Linked DNA regions of Aedes aegypti: region 2 is linked to region 1. A link is a contact called in public Hi-C data. All regions are on one chromosome and are shown on one strand. Each heading gives the region's core, a stretch centred on a gene start, on an enhancer-like site or on the middle of the called end of the contact. The rest is flanking DNA. Distances are from core to core; before and after follow the strand shown.

Region 1 (5,725 bases), core at 878-3,377:
TGATCATGACGATTTGCCCTATTCTTGTTAACGTTCGAATGCGAATTTCCGTTTTCGTTGGTAGAATCCCATTTGATGGTTCCAAACAAATAGGATTTGATTAAAACATGGATACTCCGTAAACAAGAATAGGATTGACTTAGTCCCTAAAGTATCCCTGGCGATAACATGCCATATTATCAATCTATAAAAGTTTTTTAATTCCAAATTCTGGTGGAACATGGCTAGCTACGTAGAGTAAGCTAGTTTCAAATAAAACACTCGATTCAATTATTCTTGAAACATTTATTTCCCACTAAACATCAACAACCTACAACCAGACGTCGATCAGGGCCACGAGGGCTTCTCTCCTTCCTTCAGAACCCTTCCGTAAAGTGCGCTCTTGTCGCGGAACATCGTCATACGTTCGGTTTCCTTGTTATCCAAAAACCATCCGAAACCGTAGCCGGCCAGTGGGATGGCCGCCAGCAAGTACTGTCGGGTCAGTCCAAACATCTTCTTGCCTTCGGGAGAAACTACACCTGGGGAACTTGCGCCTGGGGGATCTGCTTCTGCTGCTTCCACTTGCGGGTGTACGAGTAATCAGCGTAGATGGAGGAGATGGCCAATGTCGGAAAGATGATAACCACCCGATAACGGCGCCAGAACGATAAAATCGACATGAAGCCTAAAATTGTGAGATTCGTTGAATACAGAAAATATACCTGGGCAAAGTTACGCAAAAATCAGCGGATTGAAAATGATTACACTTTTGTTCTGGCAGCAGCACACGGATTTGACAATCTGCTGGCGGAGAGTGTCTTCTTTGCCTTCTTTCTTTCTCCCACTTACATAACAACACAAAAAGACTATAGCTTAGACCGGTTCAAATGCTTCTTCTCGTTGGAGTTTGAATCCAAATCTACAATATATATATCGATATGATTATCACTGCGACATATATAAGTATATAAATAAATAAATTGAAATTTTCAGATGAGCGTAGATTTTTCTAAATAAAGTTTTTTTTAAATTCTGCAATCAAGCCTTCATTCCAAACACCGTCGAATTTTCACTGCGACATATATAAAATAAATAAATATAAATTGAAATTTTCAGATATGCGTAGATTTTTCTAAATAAAGTTTTTTTTTTAAATTCTGCAATCAAGCCTTCATTCCAAACACCGTCGAATGCTTTTTCTATGTCTAGAAGAGCAAGACCATAGTAGAATAGCCTTCAGAATTGAATTTTCGTTATGGTGGACATGTGGACCATCATTCTGTTCAAAATGACCTTTTCGAAAGTTTAGTGCTGGAGAAAAGCAAGCTGATGACTATCAGCATGACCGCATGCTAAATATGGTTGTGCGTTTACCTCTACGGTTATTTTTGTCTCCCAATATTCGTGATTACCTCTGTGTGGGCAAATGCACTGCCCTACTACAATAATACGGCAGTGCATTTTCACTCCTATTTTTTGTTTACGTTCGAATGCGCTTTCGATCGTAAACCGTTTTGCATTTCCATTTACGCCAGCAAAATCAAGGGCCATGGATTCGAACGAATAGAATTCAATAGAAAGTCAAGAAAAGCACTTTTATTCGATGGCAGTACGCAGCTGAAAAGAAATGTCATTTCGAATAGGGCTTGCTGTATATAGAATATTATTTTCTCGACTATTTCTTGCGAAAAAATTTTTACCGATATTGTCGCACCACGGCATGCACCAAACCATCAAACCGGATCGCGCCAGTGAGACTCGTGACGCGCCTCAACTCGCCAAATTTAGAAATCAGTTTTTCTAGTGTGGCGCTGCATTCTTACGATTTTTATGAACACACCGCACTATTCACATATTAGTTGCGACGATCGGGGCCCGAGAAAACAATAATTTTAAATAAGTGTTGGTCTTGATTTCTACCGGATGCATAATAGTGTCGACCAGAGGAAAGATGAGTTTTTTCTTGAGCGGAACAGAAGCTTTAGTCCATGAAGCTTCCAAAATTCCGAGCATGTCTAATGTTCATTGATCAACACACCATGCGTACGGCACAGCTCTATCATCATGACCCATCATTGTCATCATTGGTGTCATGAATGAAAATCATTACGCACAGAACCGTAACAGCAAGCAACCAAAACAAAATCAATCACCAAACGTCACACACAGTCCCGTGAACCAACAGGACTTCGCTTCTTCATTCAAGAACAATCGGTCACCGCTGTCGGGTCGCGTTTTTGTCCATCGTTCGTTCCGAATTCGACTGGCTACGTGTGGGGCGTGTTTACAACATTCTTCAGGTTTTGATGAACGTGTAAATTTCCTGTTCCGGACGGCATTGAACTATATCGAATTCTGATTGTGCGAAATGATCTTTAGCTGGTACATGCTAAGTTGAACAATGAAGAATTCGATTCCATATGTGTGCAGCAAATGTGCGGGCGTAAACTCATTCGAATCGAAGCGCAGATAAGGTTGTGTAATGGTGGAATAGAGTCAGTCCGTTTCTTGGACACAAAGCTTGATTGTTTTAATTGATTCGAACAAAGAGGAGTTCAGTTCTTGGCGTTCGCAATGGAGGAGGAAACGAAATTGAATCAAGAGTCGACGCTGCCGGCAGGTAAGTTGGAGGGTTTTTCTGGGGGTGGTATTGGACTGTTTAACTAATGGTCACATATTTCAGGGTCCGACGATAAACCCGCCCTGCAAACAGTCAATGCTAACCTTATGGAGACTCCTAGTCCAGCTGGTAAACTGTACAAGTCTATGTAAGTACTCATCATTCATTACCTGTAATGGCAAAGATTAATCTTTCAACACCCTCGCACAACTATCAATCACATCTCGGCGATATCGCCTACGATAACCATTCGAAAATATGTCACCTTATTCGAACCTCCAGTAATCTAGTGGGGAATAAGTCCGCGCCGCCGATTTCGGTGGTTGTCACGAGATCATTATCAGTTGATTGCGCTATTGTACTTCAATTAGGGCGTCGTTTCTGCTATAAGACGACACACCAACCCGAACGCCTATCTATATGCATAGAAGAAGTAGACTATCAGCGGTCATTGCTATTTTCTATCACGGTGCGAATGAGTAGAGAAAAAACTGCGTCAAGCAGCTGTTTCTGCACATGGTAGGAATTTACGCGCTGATAATTGCACTTAGGCTTGGCAATCTGAAGTTCACTGTTTCCGCGTCTTTAAATTAGTTTTGTTTAACCAGTATGCAAATCCGTAGGAATTCCAGTATGTCTCGAGATTATTTTATCTCTAAACTTCAATTAACATGAGTTTCAAAATTCCCACAGATGACGGTACAATTTGTAGTTGTTACTCCATGATTGACCAGAATAATCGAAGTTGAACAATGATCCATTGACTAGGGCTTAGGATTAGCTAATTATCCTTTAACTGCCCAAATCGAGAGCATAAAATTCAAATGTCAATAATACCATGTCCTTACGGTCATCGCGGAAGAGCTAACATTCATGAGCTAGAAAAACATTATTATTATTAAAGACCGAAGAACCTTTTCAGTCAGCTGAGAGATATCCAATTAGCAGGACTAGTAGCATGTCTCTTTTTAGAGACTTCGTGGTCATCTTATTTTATATTGTTTTCATATTCAAATGGAGTTCCTTGATGATCTTCATGTAAACAATCAGATCACCATCTAGTATTTTATTATAACGGATAAACTGCAAGGCATTTTTGCAGCTGTATGGCAGACCCATAAAGTTTTGGGGCCCTTAGCTTTGAACTTGTTTATCTTTGTGTAGTTCCAATTCAATTTCTTATTCAAAGTAACTCCAAGTTGTTTAAATTCTCCCTAGAATTAATATCCACCTAAAAAGGCTGTGTAAGTTTTACCCTTTTCTTTCTGGTAAAAGGCAGGATAACATTTACATCTCACTTTCCTTGAGGAAGTACTTTTTCCTGCAGGGCTGACAGCAAGTCTATTTTTAGACTTGGTCCCTATTTTAAAGCATGTCTCTAAAAAGTCTCTATTTTTAATGGAAGGTCTCTAAAGTCTCTTTATTTAACCAAAATAGTCTCTAAATCGCTATTTGCCTTCTCCTTGGAGCGAAATCTGATTCGAAATGTTTAACCACGAATTTCCACAGTCATTACTCTAAAAAATCCAAAATGCTATTCCTGGACTTAGAGATTTTCCCACCAATTCCAGTTTTCCACCGGTATTTCAGTACCGTAACATGGGGTGTTAAGGGATTGAACTTTTTTATCAAGTTTGAAATTCAAAGATGGAAAAAAAATCGGCTCTAGCGATCAACAACACAGTATTGGAATAATGATTTCAACACTTCATTACGCGTGCGTAGAGCTGATATATGAAGCATCCGATGCACTATTTGTCGTGGGACAAAGAGTTTATCGGATGTTGTTACAAGTAACGATCAACTTGAATCATGCCGCATTCGCGCTATTATTTATCGCTCAACCAATGTTCGAATGGTTTTAGAATTGTGGCTCAGATAGCCGTAGCGGTAAACGCGCAGCTATTCAGTATGACCATGCTGAGGGTCGTGGGTTCGAATCCCGCTGGTCGAGGATCTTTTCGTAATGGAAATTTTCTCGATTCCCAGGGCATAGAGTATCTTCGTACCTGCCACACGATATACACATGCAAAAATGGTCAATCGCCAAAGAAAGCTCTCAGTTAATAACTGTGGAAGTGCTCATAAGAACACTAATCTGAGAAGCAGGCTTTGTCCCACTTTGGACGTAACGCCAGAATGAAGAAGAACCCGCCGAAAGTAGATTTATAGTTCGTCTGTAATGTGTGATTTATTCGGGGGGATTGTGATCTGTATTATGTGATTAAAAAAATGTCTAAACTATTGTGAATTTTAGATGTTAAAAACGTTTCAAAATATTTTGTCCAAATTTCATGTCCTCAAAACATTTATTCACATAACTAGGCAATATTAAGAAAACTATGTGAGTCACGTAGCAGATGAGTAAATTTGATAAAAATCCTCTCTTGAAAAAAAAAAAGAAAAGGCGATATAATTAAAAATTCGCGTTTAATGGCATATATGACATTCAGATACTGAACGCAATAAATACATGTTCAATATAAATTTTCTAAATTTCTTGCTGATCATTGCTTGAAGGGCAATAGCAATATGAAGTTTTGAAACGTCTCGTACTGGCTTGTCTCTTTTTTGTCTGTTATGTTCTCGACGTTAAAACTTACTGAATCACGCTTTTAGAATTGGTTTGATCCATTTGTAGTAATATTTAGCAATTCCAAGTCTCTTTAGCATTAAGAATAATTTTAACAAACAAGCTTCGATATTTTGAGATCAGTTACTAGAATTGTCCTCAAGTCTTTTATTTTGAATTAGGTATAGTATGAATCTTTGTTACTGGAAAAGGTTTGTGTATACAATTTACTTAACATCAATTCTGTTCAGAGATTTGTTGATTGATTGATTTGACTTTATTAACGAGATTTTTAGTCCTGGGCTAGTTCATCTCGGGACCAACGGCTTTACTTCCCTTCCGAAGGAAGTCGTCACTATAACTTTTTTTACGTCATAAGTGACTATTTCGGGGATTCGATCCCAGGTCCTCGGCGTGAGAGGCGAGTGTTCTAACCACTACACCAGGTCCGTCCCCTCAGAGATTTGTTTCAAACAAACTGCTTCTTTTGTTTTAGACAGTTCTGCGTTTATGTATAATATTCATAACTTAAATCCGTTAATTGTAAGCAA
Region 2 (5,725 bases), core at 1,791-4,290, 36 kb before region 1:
AAATTATTGTGTAATGATTCATTACGCAACTCAAAACAGCAGCGTAATGAGAAAGCGTTGCGTAATTAATCATTACAGCACTGGTTTCAGTTGCGTAATGACTATTCCTCCACTGCATACTTCAGTACAGGAAAATGGGCCGTTTCATGACAGATTTGCGTGATGAAAAACAGCCTATTATGATAAGAAATTGCAAAAATATTTTTTGCAATTTCTCATCGTAATAGGCTGTTTTTCATCACGCCAATCTGTCATGAAACGGCCTACTTTCCTGCACTAAAGTATGCAGTGCGGGAATAATCATTACACAACTGAAACCAGTGCTGTAATGATTCATTACGCAACGCTTTCTCATTACACAACTGTTTTGAGTTACGTAATATATCATAACACAACCATTTTTCAGAAATAGTAAAATAATGGTTAATGCGTTCTGATCAGGCATTGCAGAATTCGCTCTCATTTGAGTATGAAGCACGATCAAAGCAAGCAAAGAAAAACATCCCATCTGTTGTGGTCCACGATCGTCATTGTATCGCAAGGTGTAACAAGTCTGATAAATGGAAGCAGCGAGCGAGAGCCCCAAAGAGAGAGCGATGATAAAATCAATTTTTCTCGCTTGTTTACCGTTGGGGATAGGTGTTTTTCTTTACTGGCACGATAAACAATCCACAAACTTCCAATAGCAATAGTGTCCCCCAGGCTTGGAGCATGTTTAGAGGGGTTTTATCATGCACTACTATCCCCCCAATCTGATCAAAGTTGTAGCAGTATACGATAAACAGTCTCTCATAATGTGCAGCATGTTATGATAGTTACAGAGAGCGATACGTGAGAGATTCTCTCAATTTTCTCAGGATTCAATCCCTGGTTCTGATATAGTTTCTGATACCCTCAAGTGATCTTCTACGAAATTGCAAAAAATGATGTTGTGCGTAACTCGTTGCTGAACTCGATTTTTACAGCACTTGTCGTAATTTACGAGTCGTGCTGTAAACATCATCATTCTGCAACTTGTTCCGTAAACTACTATCAAGCAACAAGTTGAAGACTTCTACAGCACGAGTGGTACGACAAGTGCTGTAAAAATCTAATTCTGCTACGAGTTGCGTACAACATATTTTGCAATTTCGTAAAAAGCCATTTGAGGATCAGAAATCATATCTAGACGCCTTATCCATTATTTTGCAATTTTCGAAAATTGTTTATTAATGATTCAATTTGGAACTCAAAATAGTGGCATCCCACGGTAATTTCTCAGCATTTGTTTATGGAATGAAGCCGATTTTTCGTATGTGACTGAATCATAGTAGTAGCTTATTACCTACCAGATTTCTTCAGAATCGATTGACATTTGTTGAGAAATTACAGCGTCTAATAGGAGTACTGTATCTCAGCTCAGTGTTCCTCCAATGTTTTTAACTCATAACTTGCTTACCCAAATTTGCAATTTCCGCATTCGTATAGCGAGTGGCAGGCAGAATGATAGGGTAAAAATCTAGTCTTCGCCCCCCAATCTTCGCCCTTTCATACTAAAAAGTTTAAATTTGTATGAAGGGGGCGAAAACCAAATCAGGGTGAAGACTAATATATCTACCCTACTCTAAGCCCAGGGAAATCAAGGAAATTTCCGATACGAATAGCTTCTGGACCGACCTGGAATCGAACCCAGATACATTCAACATGGCTTTTTAATTAGGCTAAGGAAGACTTCACTCTCCATTTCTCTGATTAGAAAATCCAATTTCTGCAAAAACTTGATGTCATTTGATTTTAATATTTCAATGTTCAATATTATCAAGCCATGCTTAGTACCTACCATTGAGCGATAAAAATGAAAGAAAAAACATCACAAACGGGTTATCAACTGAACTAACCCGTCAACTACTTTGATAGCGGCATTGTACATTAAACACCCTCTCTTCTCATTTGATATTGCAGACGGTGGCTTCGTTGTCCTACAGGGTACCACCTATTGGACGGATCTCTTCGTGCGGCACTTTCTCTTCCAAACGGAAAAACAACACAGCATCGATTGCGATGATTTGCTGTTCTTCGTGCGCAAGAAACACGTCAAGGGATCCTCCCGGGTGATGCCAAAGTATGAAACGGAAATCGAAGTCTTTCGAAAGGATTCTCGCAAACTGCCGATCGGCGATCCGGATGTGGACTGGGAGGAGACGGTTTACCTGAATCTGGTGATCCATCAGTTCGATTACACGCTGACGTTGGCCATTTGTACGAGGACTTCGCCAAAAGAGCTTCAGGTGCTGCGACGACACTCGCAGAAGGTGTACGCTTCGCCAAGTCGGAGGAAGATGGACACCAAAGGCGAAAGCGAGGAGATTACCTATCCGCACATTTGCTTCATGGTGGACAACTTTGACGAAGTTTTCCACGATATTCTCGTACGGGATGGCGAAATGGTCTGTGTGGAGCTGGTTGCTACTGACAGGGATGGTAGCGTTCAAGGTGTGATATTTTTGGGCTCGATTCGTTACGATGCACTGAAAAAGGTCTACGATGCCAGGGTGAGTTTGCTGGTGATCACGTTGTATGAACATAATTTATTTAATTTTTTTTTTTTTTTGAAATTCTAGCAATCTAGTCTTGGTTCTAAGGTGGCACAGCGCATGTCGTTTGGTTTGTTCAGTTCTGGCGGTCCTCAAACTCGGTGCGAATTTGTGAGGATGAAAGGTCCCCAAGGGAAAGGACACGCCGAAATGGCTGTGACTAAACCGAAAGGATCTGGAGTCGAAACTCCAACCAGTGAACCTGGGTATGTGTTCAGCTCTATTTTTAGCAATGGAAGTAAACAAGCATAGATAAACTAACGTGTTCATCATATTCAAGATTCTGCGCCACGGACATGTGGGACTCGGAGTGGGAAGAAGACTGCGATGAGTACTACAACTATCGACATCAACGAAGGTTGAGCGACCCCAGTGCTAATCTCAACAACTTTAGCCGATACGGATGGCGTGCTAAGAACACTAATGAGTCATCCTACGGTGGAACGAAGGCACGCTCGGAGAACGAAGGACTGGATTGTTTGGCTAATGAAGTGTCGGAAATCGAAGCGGGGGATTTGCGAGATGGTGAGTCAGAATCAGTTTGTTTGATTTGTTTCTATCGTTGTGACGCACTTTCTGTTTTGTTCTTGGTTCTCTTAATTTGGTTGCTTATGATTACCCTAACAGCTGAAGGTCCAACGAATTTGAGTTTGACCAATTTTATTTATTCATAAAGCTCTTCCGTTCCTGTGGGTACAATGTGAGTGGAACTTTATCAATTCATATCAAATCACTACAGAGTCGAAAATTTTGTTCCAAATATTCACACTGTGTCGATTGAATCACATTTACTTTTCAAACAGAGGAGTGTTATCTGCTACTCTTAAAACTTCTAAAATAATTTCTTCAAAATATTACGGAAGATAGAAGAATTCTGCTAGGAATGTTCCTAGAAGCATTTCGTGATTTATGCTTGTAGTAGTAACAGTTGAAGTTCATGAAGAAATATTTGTATGTTTTTTGTGGAATACGTAAAAAAAAATTTAAACGAAAGTTTAGTAAAAAAAAATCTTCAGTATCACTATGGAGAACAACAAAACGAATCAAAACATTGAATTTAAGAAAAAAAAAAACAAATACAGGGGATCAAAAAGTGCTTACAGCTGAAAATTTGATCAATTTGCCACCAATGGACCAATGCACGAGTTCACTATTTGACGTTTGAGCGGTGCCGTGTTATTTATGTGATATCAAATGAGAAGAGAGTGTTTAATGTACAATGCATCCATTTATGATGATAATTGCCGCTATCAAAATTAGTTGACGGGTTAGTTCAGTTGATAACCCGTTTGTGTTGTTTTTTCTTTAATTTTTATCACTCAATGGTGATAAGCATGGCTTGATAATATTGAACATTGATATATTAAAATGAAATGACTTCAAGTTTTTGCAGAAATTGGATTTTCTAATCAGAGAAATGGCAACGAGTGAATTTGGTACCGCTCAAACGTCATAATAGTGAACTCGTGCATTGGTCCATAGCGAGTGACATATCTATAAACATTTCAGCGAGAACGTAAACATTCAACACTTTGCGCGACGTTCGTTTAGTTGCCATGGTCAGCAGTCTTTTTATTTTTCTACATTCATCCGCTACCGTCACCTCTTACACCGAGAAACATAAAAAAAAACTGTCAATTGAATGTTGTCTGACACGATGACATTCGCATAAATCATAAGTTTTGCATAAAATTCAGACATATCGGATAATAAGTAACCTGAATGGACCTATGCACGAGTTAACTAATTTGACGTTTGAGCGGTGCCGAATTCACTTGTTTCCATGGTCACGTAAATAACACGACTTCGCTCAAACGACAACGAGAGAACGCGTGCATTGGACCATAGTTTGAACTTGCTTGTTATGTCGACTGTGATACACATACCGTGAAAGCCGCACCTATTACGAAAAATGTCAGAAACAATAAAAATCGTAACGTTTCCTAGCGAAGCTGTCGTGATCAGAAGCATTCAATTGATATTTTTCTTTCTGACATTCTGACATAATCGCTCGTGTTGCAAACGTTACCAAATGTCAGCGAAAACGTGTCGACTACCGTGCTTGCTTACAACACTGGTCCCATCATTCTGCATATAAATTTGCTTTACATATATCGATATCCTCCTTATCTCGATATCTTCATTTTTCGAATTGTTCTTGTTGATTTTTTCTTCGTCTGTAAGTATGCCTATTGTCAAAGGTAGAATACGAAATGACGTCTGATTATAGCTACATTATTTTCCTCATTTTTCTGGCAACAGAGCGGTTTCCTAATCTGTCCCTATCTCGATGGTCTCTGCGATATCGCGTCGATTGTACTACTTATTCTTCTTTTTTTCTGGCGTTATGTCCCAACTGAGACAGAGCCTACTTCTTAGCTCAGTATTCTTATGATTCTCAGTTATTAACTGAGAGCTTTCTTTTCCAACCTTTTTTTGCACGTGTATATCGTGAGATAAGATGCTCGACCGGCGCGTTTACCGCTACATCTATAAGGGCTCTATGAACAAAAAGAGTATCTGGAGTAAATTCTACCGGTATCTCAAGATATCATTTGGGAATATTGCAATGTCACAATGAATTGTGCGAAGTCTTACAGAAATCCCTAAATGAATCATCGTAAAATCTCTGAAAAAATCCAGCGAAGAATATTTTTTTAGCCATTTTTGGAAGTAAGATTTAATTAAAAATCGCTTCCTCTTTGGTCAAAATATTTCCTCCAAAATTACATTCAAGGAATCTCTCACAATATTTTTCACGATTTCCTAATGTCCAGAGGAATTGCACTAAAAAATACAACGGCGGTTCTCCATAAATACCTAGACCTCTTCAAGGGTTGTACCAGTGAATGTAACTGCAATTCCAATAGGATTTTTCCATAGGGATTACCCAAAAGAAAATTCACATAAATATCTGCAGTGATTCATAGAGGTAAATATCGGTCCTCAAGGGAATTTCTGGTTTAATTCATGGATAAATTCTAAGGCAAATCTGTGCAAAAACGTCCAGGAGTTTTTTTAGAGTTCCATGAAAGTGCCTTCAGAAAATTCTTGAGGGATTACCGCATAAAATCTACGATTGAATCAAGCAACAAGAAATCTCACAAGAATCAAGATGATGTTTACATGTTGGCTTAACTTGAATTTCAATG

What was found. Hi-C and Micro-C count contacts between places; a contact is called where the count stands out from the background.
Region 2: a Hi-C map of whole pupa shows a contact between it and region 1, with 1.8 times the contacts expected there. The contact joins the enhancer-like site here to the promoter of LOC5578081 in region 1. A contact is called at or near these places in 2 of 2 Hi-C or Micro-C datasets (whole body and whole pupa).

The regions. Positions count from the first base shown.
Region 1 is chr3:348,385,894-348,391,618 of AaegL5.0, reverse strand. It overlaps LOC5578081 (copper-transporting ATPase 1), which reads left to right and starts at 2,127. Exons shown (of 6, transcript XM_021853644.1): 1 at 2,127-2,602; 2 at 2,666-2,750. The coding sequence starts at 2,557. It overlaps LOC5578082 (NADH dehydrogenase [ubiquinone] 1 beta subcomplex subunit 1), which reads right to left and starts at 849. Exons shown (of 2, transcript XM_001656726.2): 1 at 705-849; 2 at 266-563. The coding sequence starts at 495. The coding sequence ends at 328.
Region 2 is chr3:348,422,481-348,428,205 of AaegL5.0, reverse strand. It overlaps LOC5578084, which reads left to right. Exons shown (of 7, transcript XM_021854359.1): 2 at 1,942-2,531; 3 at 2,601-2,779; 4 at 2,854-3,098. Among protein-coding and RNA genes, the nearest start is that of LOC5578084, 11 kb to the left of the region's middle. Within about 2 kb of position 3,040, at least 2 of the 3 cell types and tissues checked have open chromatin away from gene starts, as enhancers often do.